3 separate regions of the Mus musculus genome follow, and all the other regions are linked to region 2. A link is a contact called in public HiChIP or PLAC-seq data. All regions are on one chromosome and are shown on one strand. The core of a region is the stretch at or near the end of the contact, and the rest is flanking DNA. Distances in the headings are between cores, read along the strand shown.

Evidence for each region. HiChIP or PLAC-seq counts read pairs in DNA pulled down with a chosen protein or histone mark.
Region 1: an HNF4G HiChIP or PLAC-seq map of pancreatic cancer cells shows a contact between it and region 2. The contact joins the promoter of Tlr3 here to the promoter of Slc25a4 in region 2. A contact is called at or near these places in 7 of 39 promoter capture datasets (the 3T3-L1 cell line, 3T3-L1-derived adipocytes, hippocampal neurons and 2 more) and 3 of 115 datasets of contacts at active chromatin or transcription factors (embryonic forebrain, embryonic stem cells and pancreatic cancer cells).
Region 3: a contact with region 2 is called in an H3K4me3 HiChIP or PLAC-seq map of embryonic stem cells, with 6 times the contacts expected there. The contact joins the promoter of Irf2 here to the promoter of Slc25a4 in region 2. A contact is called at or near these places in 6 of 39 promoter capture datasets (the 3T3-L1 cell line, embryonic stem cells, hippocampal neurons and 2 more), 2 of 484 Hi-C or Micro-C datasets (embryonic stem cells and nephron progenitors) and 6 of 115 datasets of contacts at active chromatin or transcription factors (the NIH/3T3 cell line, astrocytes, bone marrow-derived macrophages and 2 more).

The regions. Positions count from the first base shown.
Region 1 is chr8:45,407,761-45,411,632 of GRCm38.p6, reverse strand. Tlr3 (toll-like receptor 3) reads left to right here and starts at 1,253. Exons shown (of 7, transcript NM_001357316.1): 1 at 1,253-1,333; 2 at 1,655-1,837; 3 at 2,898-2,967.
Region 2 is chr8:46,209,615-46,213,472 of GRCm38.p6, reverse strand. It overlaps Slc25a4 (solute carrier family 25 (mitochondrial carrier, adenine nucleotide translocator), member 4), which reads left to right and starts at 2,411. Exons shown (of 4, transcript NM_007450.5): 1 at 2,411-2,661. The coding sequence starts at 2,551.
Region 3 is chr8:46,738,077-46,742,057 of GRCm38.p6, reverse strand. Irf2 (interferon regulatory factor 2) reads right to left here and starts at 2,313. Exons shown (of 9, transcript NM_008391.4): 1 at 2,122-2,313. Gm16675 (predicted gene, 16675) reads left to right here and starts at 2,543. Exons shown (of 3, transcript NR_045750.1): 1 at 2,543-2,896.

The DNA of each region.
Region 1 (3,872 bases), core at 4-2,503, 800 kb after region 2:
CCTAGGTGTTCGTGAGCATGCACATTCCCCTCCTTATATCCATTGCACAGCTAATCTAGGCTTCTGATTGCATAGCATTGGAGCCCCAGATTCCAATGAAGCCTGAGAGAGACTGGTGTTCCAAGAAGACAAGTCTTAAATACAGAGGCACTTATCAGGCTTCCCTAATGGACTCAGAACCAGACAGATATCCACTTGGTCAAAGCTACCCAAGCCAAGGGTCAGTGTGGGAGAGGACCATACAGCAGCCGATTCTCTGTCAGGAGACTAGTCCTTTAGAGGCTAGCAAGTTCTTCTGTGAGATGGTGTCAGAAGTAAAATTACAAAAATGCAGCCCAACCTGTTTTCAAGGAACCCACAGAGGTGAAATCTTGCCAAGACTATCAACGTTGTGTTGGCATCCAGGTGGATCAATGTAGAGGTCATTAATTTACTGAGGACAAAGTGCTTGCTTATGGTGTTGAGCTAAGAGTGTAGCCATGAGCCAGGTAACCACAGGAAGTAACCTCCTGGGGCCAGGGAAGAGCAATTTGCACCAGGATACAAAGTTACTTCTTGCTTTCACTTCTGTGGCCATTCACCTTTTCCACTTTCACCTCTGCCAAACAAAGGAACTATTGACTGAGAGCTCAGGCACTCCCCTCTCTTGGCTTCAAGACAAGAAGATCAGGTCAGGTGCTCTCCCATTTCTTGTATGCTTTATTACGTTTAACTTTTTTTTTAAAACTAAATAACAACCTGGCTGAATACTATGTCATTGCTCATCTGTAATGAAAAGAAAACTGACTTCATTCCCTTGCAACTCCGTTTCTTTAACCAGTTGGAGTCCTCATAGCTAATTGAGGAAGAAGGAGTTAATCCCGAGCTCTTCTCTGACCAAACAGATGCCTACTGATGCCTAATTTGTGGGTTTTGTGGAAAACTGGGCCTGCTTGAGTAAGAAAGGCTCTTTGTGACACCCAGTGCTGGACCAAACTTCTGCCTTCCTTCCTCCCTCCCTGCTCCCTTCCCCCATTGTTATTTCCCGGCCTAGTTGTTTCTGGGAGTTTCCTGCTTTTGAGGCAGGACCTCCTCCTGTGTCCGAGATGTCCTCAACATTTCCTGCTGGAAAACTGGATGGCCATTTTTACCTAAGAGATTAAGTTCGACTTTACTCATTTTGCAAAGAAGATAAAGCGAGGTAAGTGAATGGCTTTCACTTTGTTTAGACACATCCCATTTCCCCACACGGCCGGTCCCTGTTGGCCCCTCCCACTATGCGCGATTCCCGACCAGCACTCTGGGTCTCTGGGCGGCAGTCCCAACCTCAGACCATGCACTGCGCATATCACAGGTTTGCAAGGATCTGAAACCCACTGCAGAGGGCTTGGCTCTGAAGCCAGAAACTTACTGACTTCCAGAATTCTGCCCCCAGGCGGCGGCCGGTTCCTCGGCTTACACCTTCCTCCCTGAAGGTCGATTTGTGACCATTTCAATGAATCCCAGGAGGCCCTTAAAAAGAAACTAAAAAAGGGTAACAGTTTAATAACAATTTAACTGTTTCGCTGAAAATATCCTCTCTCTCTCCCTCTCCCTCTCCCCCTCCCCCCCCCCCCCTCTCTCTCTCTCTCTCTCTCTCTCTCTCTCTCTCTCTCAACTTAAGTTTCACTTTCAGGCTGAAAGGAAATGTGTGATTTAAAAAAAAAAGTCTGAATGAAAACTAAGGGGATGCAGGACCTCAGGCTGAGTAAAATCAGAATGTACTTGGCTTTTGAGGTTGACGCACCTGTTCTCTATCTGGGAAGTTAAACTGCCTGAATCACAATCGCGCACCAAAAGAAGATAGAAGATGATGCAGGTATTGGGAGAAGGGGAAAAATGCACCATAGTTCCAAATGTAAATTTAGCTACAAATTCTGATATCTTGTGATGAAATGCCAATTTTATGCAGCAACTAAAACAACAGCAGCAAGAACATACTTCCTCTATAGACTTCTCTTCTTGGAAAGATACTTTGAGAAAGCATTCAAAGTGATTTTGTAAAAGGCTTTAAAAAGTGGGTGAATGTGGCTCTGAGGGGTGTAAGGGGTAAACAAGATCAAAATACATATGTATGTGTAATGAATAGTATGAAATCATCAAAGAGCAAGTAAAAGGATTATATTAAAAGGTAGTTAAAAATACTTTTTAAAAAATTGCACCTTTTCCAAAAACAAAATAAAACAACAACAACAACAACAACAACAAAAACGCAGAAGGTTAAAAAGTCCTTTGTATTTAGTGAGCTAGAAAGGAAGACCTGGCACTCCATGACAATGTTCTTGAGAAAGGACAAATTCTCAGATGTTTCTAGGAACTGGCCAGTCACTTTCTGTTACAGAATGAAGAAGGGCAGCAGGAGAGGAGGGCAGGCTGTTCTGGAAGTTGTAGAGTAAGGCCAGAAACCAGGCTGGCAAATTATGGACTAGTTTGGGGAAAGCAGTCAACCTTCACCATATAGAAGTTGTCATAAGCTCTTCTCATGACTTTATGATGTGATTTTGTGTTGACACGTATCTAACTGTTTTGAAAGCTTTTCCTTACTATTAACTATTACCTACTAACTCGTGTTACTGATGAAAAAAGTTTTATGATCTCCTTAACACGCTGTTTAGGATTTGTCCCCCTCCCACTTTCTCTGTCTTTCTGCTTGTGCATGTGGTCACCATTCTGAATTCCCTAACATTCTAGTCACTCATGACCTTGTTTTTCATGCAGCCTGCTTCATTAGTGGATTTTTTTTGGGGGGGTGGATTTTTTTTTTTTTTTGCTTTTCACTCTCAATGAAGTTTGTTTTCAGATTGAGACTGTCTTTCAGTTATTCAGGGATACAGTTTGGAAATGCATTGGTCCTTAGTAATTCTAATTTCTATTTACAGTCTTTCCAGAGGGATAGATGTTACCTAAGCAAGGAGTAGAATATGATACAGGGATTGCACCCATAATCTGGTAAGTAGAGGTGAAAACAATACCTCGAGGAAAATTTGCTAGTTGCCTGTCTCTTACTTTGCAATCTGTTTTGTAATGCAAAGTTTATAATAGGCTCACATGCATAGAAAAAAAATCAGTAAATATCATATGATCACTGGGGGTCATGACCATATCATCTGAGGGAAAGGGGAGGCAATTGTTTTAAAAACATATTACAGGTGAACTTCAAAACTAATGCACTAATAAAGGCAGTCATGTATATGAGAATGAATGAGATCCCATTTTCTGAGGTTACAGGACTAATCTGTAGGGAAGGCACTGGTTGCTTCTGGGAGTAAGGGTAGACATTAACTGAAAAGGGGAGAGAGGAATTCTTTGGATTTGAGTTACACAAATCAATTCATTTGCCAAGTCAGAGGATACATACTTAAAATGCATCTTATTATGTGGAGTTTTACATTAGATAACAAATTATATATTAAAAATACTGAAACTAGAAACGAGGAAGTAATCTGTCCAAGGAGGAGACTGATGCTCGCAGTACGGGTTTGTAAACTGATGACACAGGTGTGTGGATAGATTACTATATGTGCTCTAACACAAGCATAGTTACTGTAGAATTCTTTGAATTGTCTAGAATATTTAAGAATACTTTCTTGACCCCCCCCCCTTTTTTCCTGTTTTGTTTAGCCATATCTGGCCTGGAAATTACCATGTAGAAAGCCAGGCTGCCCTCAAACTCACAAAGATTCACCTGCCTCTGCTTTCCAAGGGCTGATGGGATTAAAGATATGAGCTACCATGTCTGACCCCCTTTTAAGAATTTTTATTAAAAAATTTGGGACTGTGTTGACATAGGATATCCATATACTGGAGCATTTTATATCAATAAAAATGATGAATGTTGGGACATGATGTGATGT
Region 2 (3,858 bases), core at 1,162-3,661:
ATTTCTTTTCATTGGATTACATCATGGTTTCTGGTTTAGTGTTTTTAATGGGATTCCTATGCATGCTGGCAAGTGTGTGTCTGGTGCTTTTTCTTTGGCTCTTTTTCTTCTGTTTGTTTGTTCTGCCCTATTCCTATTTGTTTGTTTTTTTTCTTATTATTGCATCTTACATTATTCCTTACATGACTGTTTTCTTTTTAAAAAAGATATATTTATTTATTTATTTTATGTATGCGAGTACAGTGTTGCTGTCTTCAGACACACCAGAAGAGGGCATTGGATCCCATTAGAGATGGTTGTGAGCCACCATGTGGTAGCTGGGAATTGAACTCTGGACCACTGGAAGAGCAGTCAGTGCTCTTAACCACTGAGCCATCTTTCCAGCCCCCACATGACTGTTCTGTAATGAGAGTCAGAAAGGCTGTGGATTTGGATGGGAGTGGTAGAGAAACTGGGAAAACCAAGGGGAGGGAAACCCATAATCAGAATATACTATATGAAAAAAACATATTTTCAATAAAAGAAATAAAAGTTGTAATTTTGCTTTAACCCTTAATAAATGAAAAATAAAAATAAAAACAAATAGGTGATTAAGTAAAAACAAATTGGTAATTAAGTAAAGACAAATAGGTAATTAAGTAGGCAACCTCTAACACAGAACTGAAAGGAAATGGCTTCATTTACTTCCCAATATTTATAGAGCCAAATGGAGTAGACACACAATTATAATTATGACTAATATAGAAATTTTATTGTCCATGGAAATTGCTGTGTGAAACTGTGATGGACAACCCTGAACTTAAAGGTCCTTGGAGGTGGCTCAAGGTGCTACTTGCGTTTCCTTTAGAGGCCACACTTCCTGGTACACAGTGATTGCTCAGTTGGTATCTGGTGAAGGAACACAGAGATGCCTTTTATGTTTGTCTATGCGTGTGTCTTCTTTGACCTCCAGCAACATGGTAACGGGTCCCAGCCTTGTTTCTCCCAACTGCAAATAAATACATCACCTATGTGCTCCTGGCATCCCGCCAGTGACCTCTGCTCTAGTAAGTCTTTAGGCTCTGAGCGACACACAGGTGCAGCTCAGTCAGCACCTAACATGAAATATGCATAGATCAGCAAACTTTTAAAAAGATGAACTGCCTTGACCGATGTCCAAACGAAGGTTAGCAAATGTGGGAAAAGAACAGAGTAAGGGGCTTGAAGTTAAACGAAGAAAAGAAAAGAACAACAAAAAAACCCTAATAGCACTCATTCTTGTGGAAGGGGCAGCAGTATGGAAAATATGCACAGTTATATTTGAACTGCCTTAAATGAGGTGAGGGTAACGAAATCTCACATCCATGTATTAAAAACAAAAAACAACAACAACAACAACAAAAAAAAACTGCAATCACTTTCCTGGGATTAGACAGTGCCTCGGCCCCCCTCCCCCAACCTCAAGCTGTCTGTTATAGAGTCAGACACAGCCAAGGAGTCGACCTTCCCAAAAGTCTGAGGACTCTGATCCTTAAGAAGCCGCCAGCCAACTGGAACCATCCTGCACGAAATACGGTTGAGATTCCATTAAGAGCTGAGCACGCATTCAAGCCCTTTAGAGGTCTGTCCACGAGAGAATCCCAAGAGCTGAGAGAGACTAGGAGCTAATAAAGGAGAGTCTTTTCCTTAGGAGTCCTCGGCCTGTGTGTCAGTGTGACAGGCCGAGTTAACAGAAAAGCCACACATCCACATTCACTGCCAAACTGAGAATCCACCTAGCGCCGCTGCATTCTGCTTTTTTTCTTTTTCCCTGATGGCGCAGAGTGCCCGGTGCATACATATTTTCTATTGACTGAATGGTTCAAGGATTGAATGGAGAGAAGTCGGAGACAGGAGCTTGCCCTCTACTATGAGGCAATAATGGCATTAAAAAGATGTTAGTATGTATTTGGGAGGAGTATGATTTATTTGCAGAAACGCAGAGTTCTGCAGAGGCCCGAATCCAGGCAGGGAGCTCTAGTTGGAAACGCCCTGACAACGGGAAGGGGTGGAAGCCTGAAACCTTCTTGGCCAAAAGCACCGTGGTGCAAGATCGAGGTCAAAAAGAGCTTCCCTTGAAGCATCAAGGGGCCCCCTCTCTGTCCCCAGGTCGTCCCCAGGCTAAACCCTCGTGAGCTATAAATACAACGGTCCACATGCAGCAGAGACACGGTGTTCCCTCGGCTCGCTGGGACAGATAGCATGAATTTGCCCTTTAAACGTCCCAAGCTGCAGGCACAGCCCCCAACCCACCCCTAGCTCCCGGAAGCGTCTTCGCCCCCAATGCCCTCTGCAAAGGAGGGGGATGGAGAGGGGCTGTCCAGGGACCAGCCCAGCCAATGCGCGCTGCGCGCTCGCCGGGGTCCCTCCTCCTCTCGCGAGACGCCGAGCCGGGGATATAAGGAGGGCTGCGGTCAGGCGGGCGGTCCCTTCGCGTCGTGCAGGGACGGATTCGGGGTGGCGGTGCCTGGCCGGGCGTAGGCAAGAGCAAACGAGCGGCTCCTTGCAGGCTGTGTGCGCCCGGCTTTCAGCATGGGGGATCAGGCTTTGAGCTTTCTTAAGGACTTCCTGGCAGGTGGCATCGCCGCCGCCGTCTCCAAGACGGCGGTCGCCCCGATCGAGAGGGTCAAACTGCTGCTGCAGGTCAGGACGGCTGGGGGCGCGAGCGGGGCGCGGCAGGGCGCTGGGGGGATGCGGGGCGGGGCGCGCGCGTCAGGGCGCAGGGATGCGGGCGGGGCGCGGGGATGCTGCGGCGCGGGCGCGCGCGACGCTGCGGAAAAATCTGTGCTAGGCCGCAAGCCCGGGGCCTAGGCGAAGGGGAAGGTGCCCTCTACGCAGATACAGGTCCAGCGTCAGTGGCAGATTCCTGGTGTCGGGTGGCGCCCGCGTTGGGGTGTCTATATATGGAAACCCACCCCGAAGCTGGTCTACCTCGAGCCAGATCCTGTGCCCGGTACAGCAAGCGACATTCCATCTAAGGCCTCTTAGGCGGGCCTCACCCTTTGGCCACATCCTCTGCACCTTCTTATCTGCATCCACCCTTGACAATTGAAGCATCAGATTAATCATTGACTGGGGTTCGCTCTATGTCGCGTGCGCTGCGCTATAACTTGACATTGATTTCATTCATCTTTCCTATAACCTCTGCAAGATAGGAATCGTCCTTGGCCCGTATTCACAGATGGAGACACTGAGGCAGAAATCCAGAAGTAATATTCAGGATAAATTCAGACCGCCTTGGCCATCTTGTCCCCATATAATTTTCTCCCCGGTCATTGAAGGGGCCTGCCATCATCATCTGATCCATCTCAAAGGCAAACGCTGTTCAATGGGGAAGAGCCGTTTGGGCATTTAAACATAACACAAAATGCTCCAACAGATTGGCCACGGCAGTAGTAACTCACTAATCACTTGAATTATCTGCTTGAAAATTTTCAGACACCTACTGTTAAGACAACCTTGTCTCGGGGGACATTCGAGTAAAGCAGGGACATTGTCATCTGCTCACCATGTTAAGAGCCCTTGAGGGAGGGATCTTTATTGCCATTCCCCATAAGCCTGCAGGGAATTTCGCTCAAATGTCCTTATAATGTCGAGAAATTGGACTGCTTTTTAGCTTAGTCAAGTAACTAACATTTATTGGTATGTTCTTGGTAACTGATTTCCTGATACATTAAAAAACAATTGGAATTCTCCCTTGTCACTTGAAAGTGAAAGATGGGCGAGGAACCCTGGGCATAGCAGTGCACATTTATAATCCCAGCATTTGGGAGGCAACACAGGATGATTTTTTAGTTCCAGGCTAGCCTGGGCTATATAGGATGACCCTATCCTTTCAAA
Region 3 (3,981 bases), core at 1,064-3,563, 530 kb before region 2:
AACAGGGCAACCTCTAGGGCTCTGCCCTAACCAAGCAGTGTGCATCTGTCTACCATGCAATCAACCACCTTCTAAAAACAGTAGGCTAAACAAACGGGTCCCTGCACCTGCCCTTAAGCACCTTAAGTGCAGGCTGCTAACTTCAAATGTTACTTGCAGTCAGTCGATATAAAAAAAAACAAAAACAAAAACAAAAACAACCAACAAACAAAACTAATAAATGACTTCAGGCATGACAACAAGCTCCCAAGCTCCCGTGATTCCTGAAAATGCACAACAGGAAATGTAACTGTCCTCCACCCTCAGGAGCCATTCATCAAGAGCAGCCCGGAGTCCCAGCCACAGGGAGGCGAGTGGCAGAAAGCTAACCCCAGGACTACTTTGCCTCCCTGGTACAGACACAACCAAGGAAGGACAAGGAGTGCCCACGCGGGAGGGAGGAGGGGACAAGAAACATGTCCCCCAAGTTTCAAACACACTGGGCTTAAGGACCTGCAAACCCGCTCGCAAACGAGTGACAAGGTGGCCTGCCAATCCCAGGGGTCTTATTTACATCCGACCACCAAGGATCTCGCCTCCACCGACTGATCCGGGCGTCTCACCTGGGGCCCGAGCACAGTCCTGGCTCGCGGCGGAGGCTACTAGCCTCCTTCCCTTCCCTGCTCCTAAGGGGCGAGGGACTGAGGGTGGCAAACGGTCCGAGAGCCGGGGCCCAGCGGACAGCGTCCGGGGAGCCGGGGCCCTGAGCTCTCGCGAAGGCTTCCCGGGCCGCTCAGGGGAGCCGGCCCCCAAGGCCGAGCGACAGGGACTAGCTGGGCACCGCGATTGGCCGCGGCCCGCATCGCTCGCCCAGAGAGCCGGGCCGGCGGGGCGGAGAGGAAGTGGTGGCTGCCGCTCTGCACCAACCATGTTCGGCCGGCGGGCGAATGTCACCCGGCGCCCGGAGCGGGTCGGAGGGCACAGGGCGGGCACTCATTCCCACCACGTCCCGGAGACCCCAAGCGTTCGTCAGCCTCACCCCCAACCCCATGCTAGCCCGCCGGGCGCCGCTCGGTCCCCGGAGGTTCCCCGCCCCCACACCTCGCCCGTTCCGTAGCCAAGGCGGGTCGGGGCCCAGCGCGCCAGGCCGGCCCCGGGGGCGCCCGCGGGGACCCGGAGGCACTCGCAGCTAGGCCGCGCCGGGGTGGGTGACCCCTGAGCGCGGAGCCCTCCGGGGACGCGCCTCCGAGGCGCCTCACGCGCTGGGACAAGTGCAGTGACAAAGCCCGGAGGCCAGGCCAGACGCTGGCCGGCGGGGAGGAGGACGCGACGTTCCTGGCGTGTGGCGGCGGCCCAGTCCCCAGGAAGCCGGGCGCGCCGGCCAGGCCCGCGCCCAGCCGCGCGCGGAGCCCGCCCGGCCCGAGTGTCCACTGGCACCAGACGCCGGTCACCCGACCCCAAGCCCCGCGGGCGAGCGCATCCTGGGACCGCCTTAGGGCAGCCTTCAAGTTTACAGTGGTCACTGCCCGGGCACGGGCATCTAGGGACCGCGGGTGCCAGTCTATTTACACCAGAGACCGCCGGGAAAGAAGGGCCGCTGGGCACCGAGAAGAACCCGGTTCCCTTCCTCGGACCTGGTGGCGACAGTGTCTGTAAACACTCATACACATACAACACACACACACACACACACACACCAATTTTATTTTAAATGAGGCCGGACTCCAACGGACCTGTACCCACAACACACGACACCTGGAGCGCAGAATCACACAGAGCAGATCTGTGTCCATGGAGCCACCTCTTCTCATCTGCAAATCCAAAAGTGAAATTAAACCTTCACTAACCTCCTCCTCCTCCCTCTCTACCTCCTCCTCTTTGCAGCCTCAGCAGCCCCAGTACCAGCGGCAACAGCAGCAGACCCCTGCTTCCCCTAAAATCAGATGATCCATAACTGCGCCGACTCTTCCTCCAAAAATCGGTATTAATATTTATGAACCCCGGCATTTTTCCGTCTGCAAAACATCGTGTCAAAGCATCAGGACGCACATACATACATAGCTCCTCCTGTCCCCGTCAACATGCCCTCGAGAGAAAACACACGCACAGCCACAACTATTATTTGAAAAAAAAAAATGTTACCTCTCAATGTGCTTTTTTTTTTCCACGCTACCAATACAATCCCGCAAGGTGTGAGTGTTGTTAGGGTGTGTAAAATGGAAATGAAAGCCCGTCAGTTGAATAATCGCAGGAGCAAAACTAAAAGTTAGTCCCCGGCTTGCCTGAGAACAGTCCAGATCGAAAGCAAAACAAGGAGAGGAAACTGCGAGGAGCCGAGGCTGGAAATCCCCCCCACCCCCGCCCTCTCCCGGCCCCGCTCCCTCCCTCGCTCCCCCTCCGCCCTCCTCCCTCCCCGCCCTTCCTCCCCAGTGTTTGTTTCAAGCTTGTGCAACCCGGAGGTGGAGGCAGAGGGAGGGCTCCAGCCGCCAGCCTGGAGGTGCGGAAGTTCGCCGCCGCTGTTCATTGGCGGCCGGCACGGCTTTCATCATTTCTCGGAAAAGTCAATTTCATTTTCACTTCCCCACGTCGCGGCTGCGGGGAGCAACAAGCGGCAGCGCGTGTGAGCGTGGGGATCGCGCCGAAGGGCGCGCGCTTTTCACCGGGGCCACGCTGGGACTGTGGGGCACCAGAAGTGGTGGACGGGGCGCTGGCTTGGGAGCTGGCCACCAGCTGGTGGTGGCCGTAGGGAAGGAAGGAGATGACCTGACTCTACATCCTACCTGAAGGGTGGAGATGGACCAGAGAGAGCCCCGGAAGCCTGGGGACCCTTCCCGACCTGTGGCTTAAGTGCTCAGAACCGCTGTGCACAGGCTGCATATACAAACTCATCTTGGAAAGTCGCCCGCTGCAAAGGAATGTAAGGAACGAAGTCAGCTGAAAAGACGGCATTACTTGTGCCCCTACTTTATTGGATCTCCTACTGGGGAACGGGGGGGGGGGGGGGGTTTGAGGGGGGTTGAAGGGCCAGCCTGGCACTCAGTGTGGAAGCTAGGATGGTTAGGAAGGCCTTCCCCTAGAAAGTCACTCTCCAAAGTTACTTCATGTCTTTGCCATAACCGGTCCAGTTCCTGCAAAATGCAAGGGTTTGAGTTACATGAACTTAAACTGTCTTGATTGGGACTGAACCTGGAGGGAACGCTGCCTGTTAACTCCTAAATTTGGCTGTCCTTATTGGTTGAACATCCTTGGCTGCTGTCCTCTGTGCTGTTCCGTGGAGACAATACTGAATGCAAGAAGAGGGCCCAGTACCTATGACAGGTGCAGCGGCCTATGGGCTCTACTAGGCCAGCTCGCTTGGAACCTCTTGCTGTTTGGTCACTTAACTTTAAAAGTATTCCCTTACATTTAGTTACACCTGCTTCTTGCCTGGCTTACAGTTTCCTCAGCCCACCACCTGCCTTCTCTAACCACTGGGGAAAGCATCCCACCCTAGGAGACTGTCACTATCTATGTGTAAACATCTGAAAAATAATTCTACCTCCTCTTTGCCATAGAATTAGTGGATTCCACAGACAGGGATAAAGGAAAGTATGCATGCCCTTGTAGAAGGAGAGCAGTGAGATTAAGGACCCTGTCTTGTGGCCTCAAAATAGATCCTTCCTGCACAGTGTCCTTTATTTCTCCCATAATAACACTGCACACTCCTTGCATTTATATTTCATATATCAGTAACCACAGGGATATACACACTGCATGGTAGTTGTATGTCTTTACCCACCAGGCACCTAAGTTAAAAGCCTAATAACCACAGGTCATTATTTTCTGGCTTTGTGTGTGTATGGGTGAGTGTGGTACATGTGTGCATGTGTGCATGTGTACTCACGGAGGCCAGAGTGTCCTGCTCAGCCCTTCTCCACGGTGTTGATTGGAGACAGGGTTTCTCACTGAACCTAGAACTAGGCTGGTAGCCAGCCACTCCAGCAATCTTCATGTCTCTGCCAG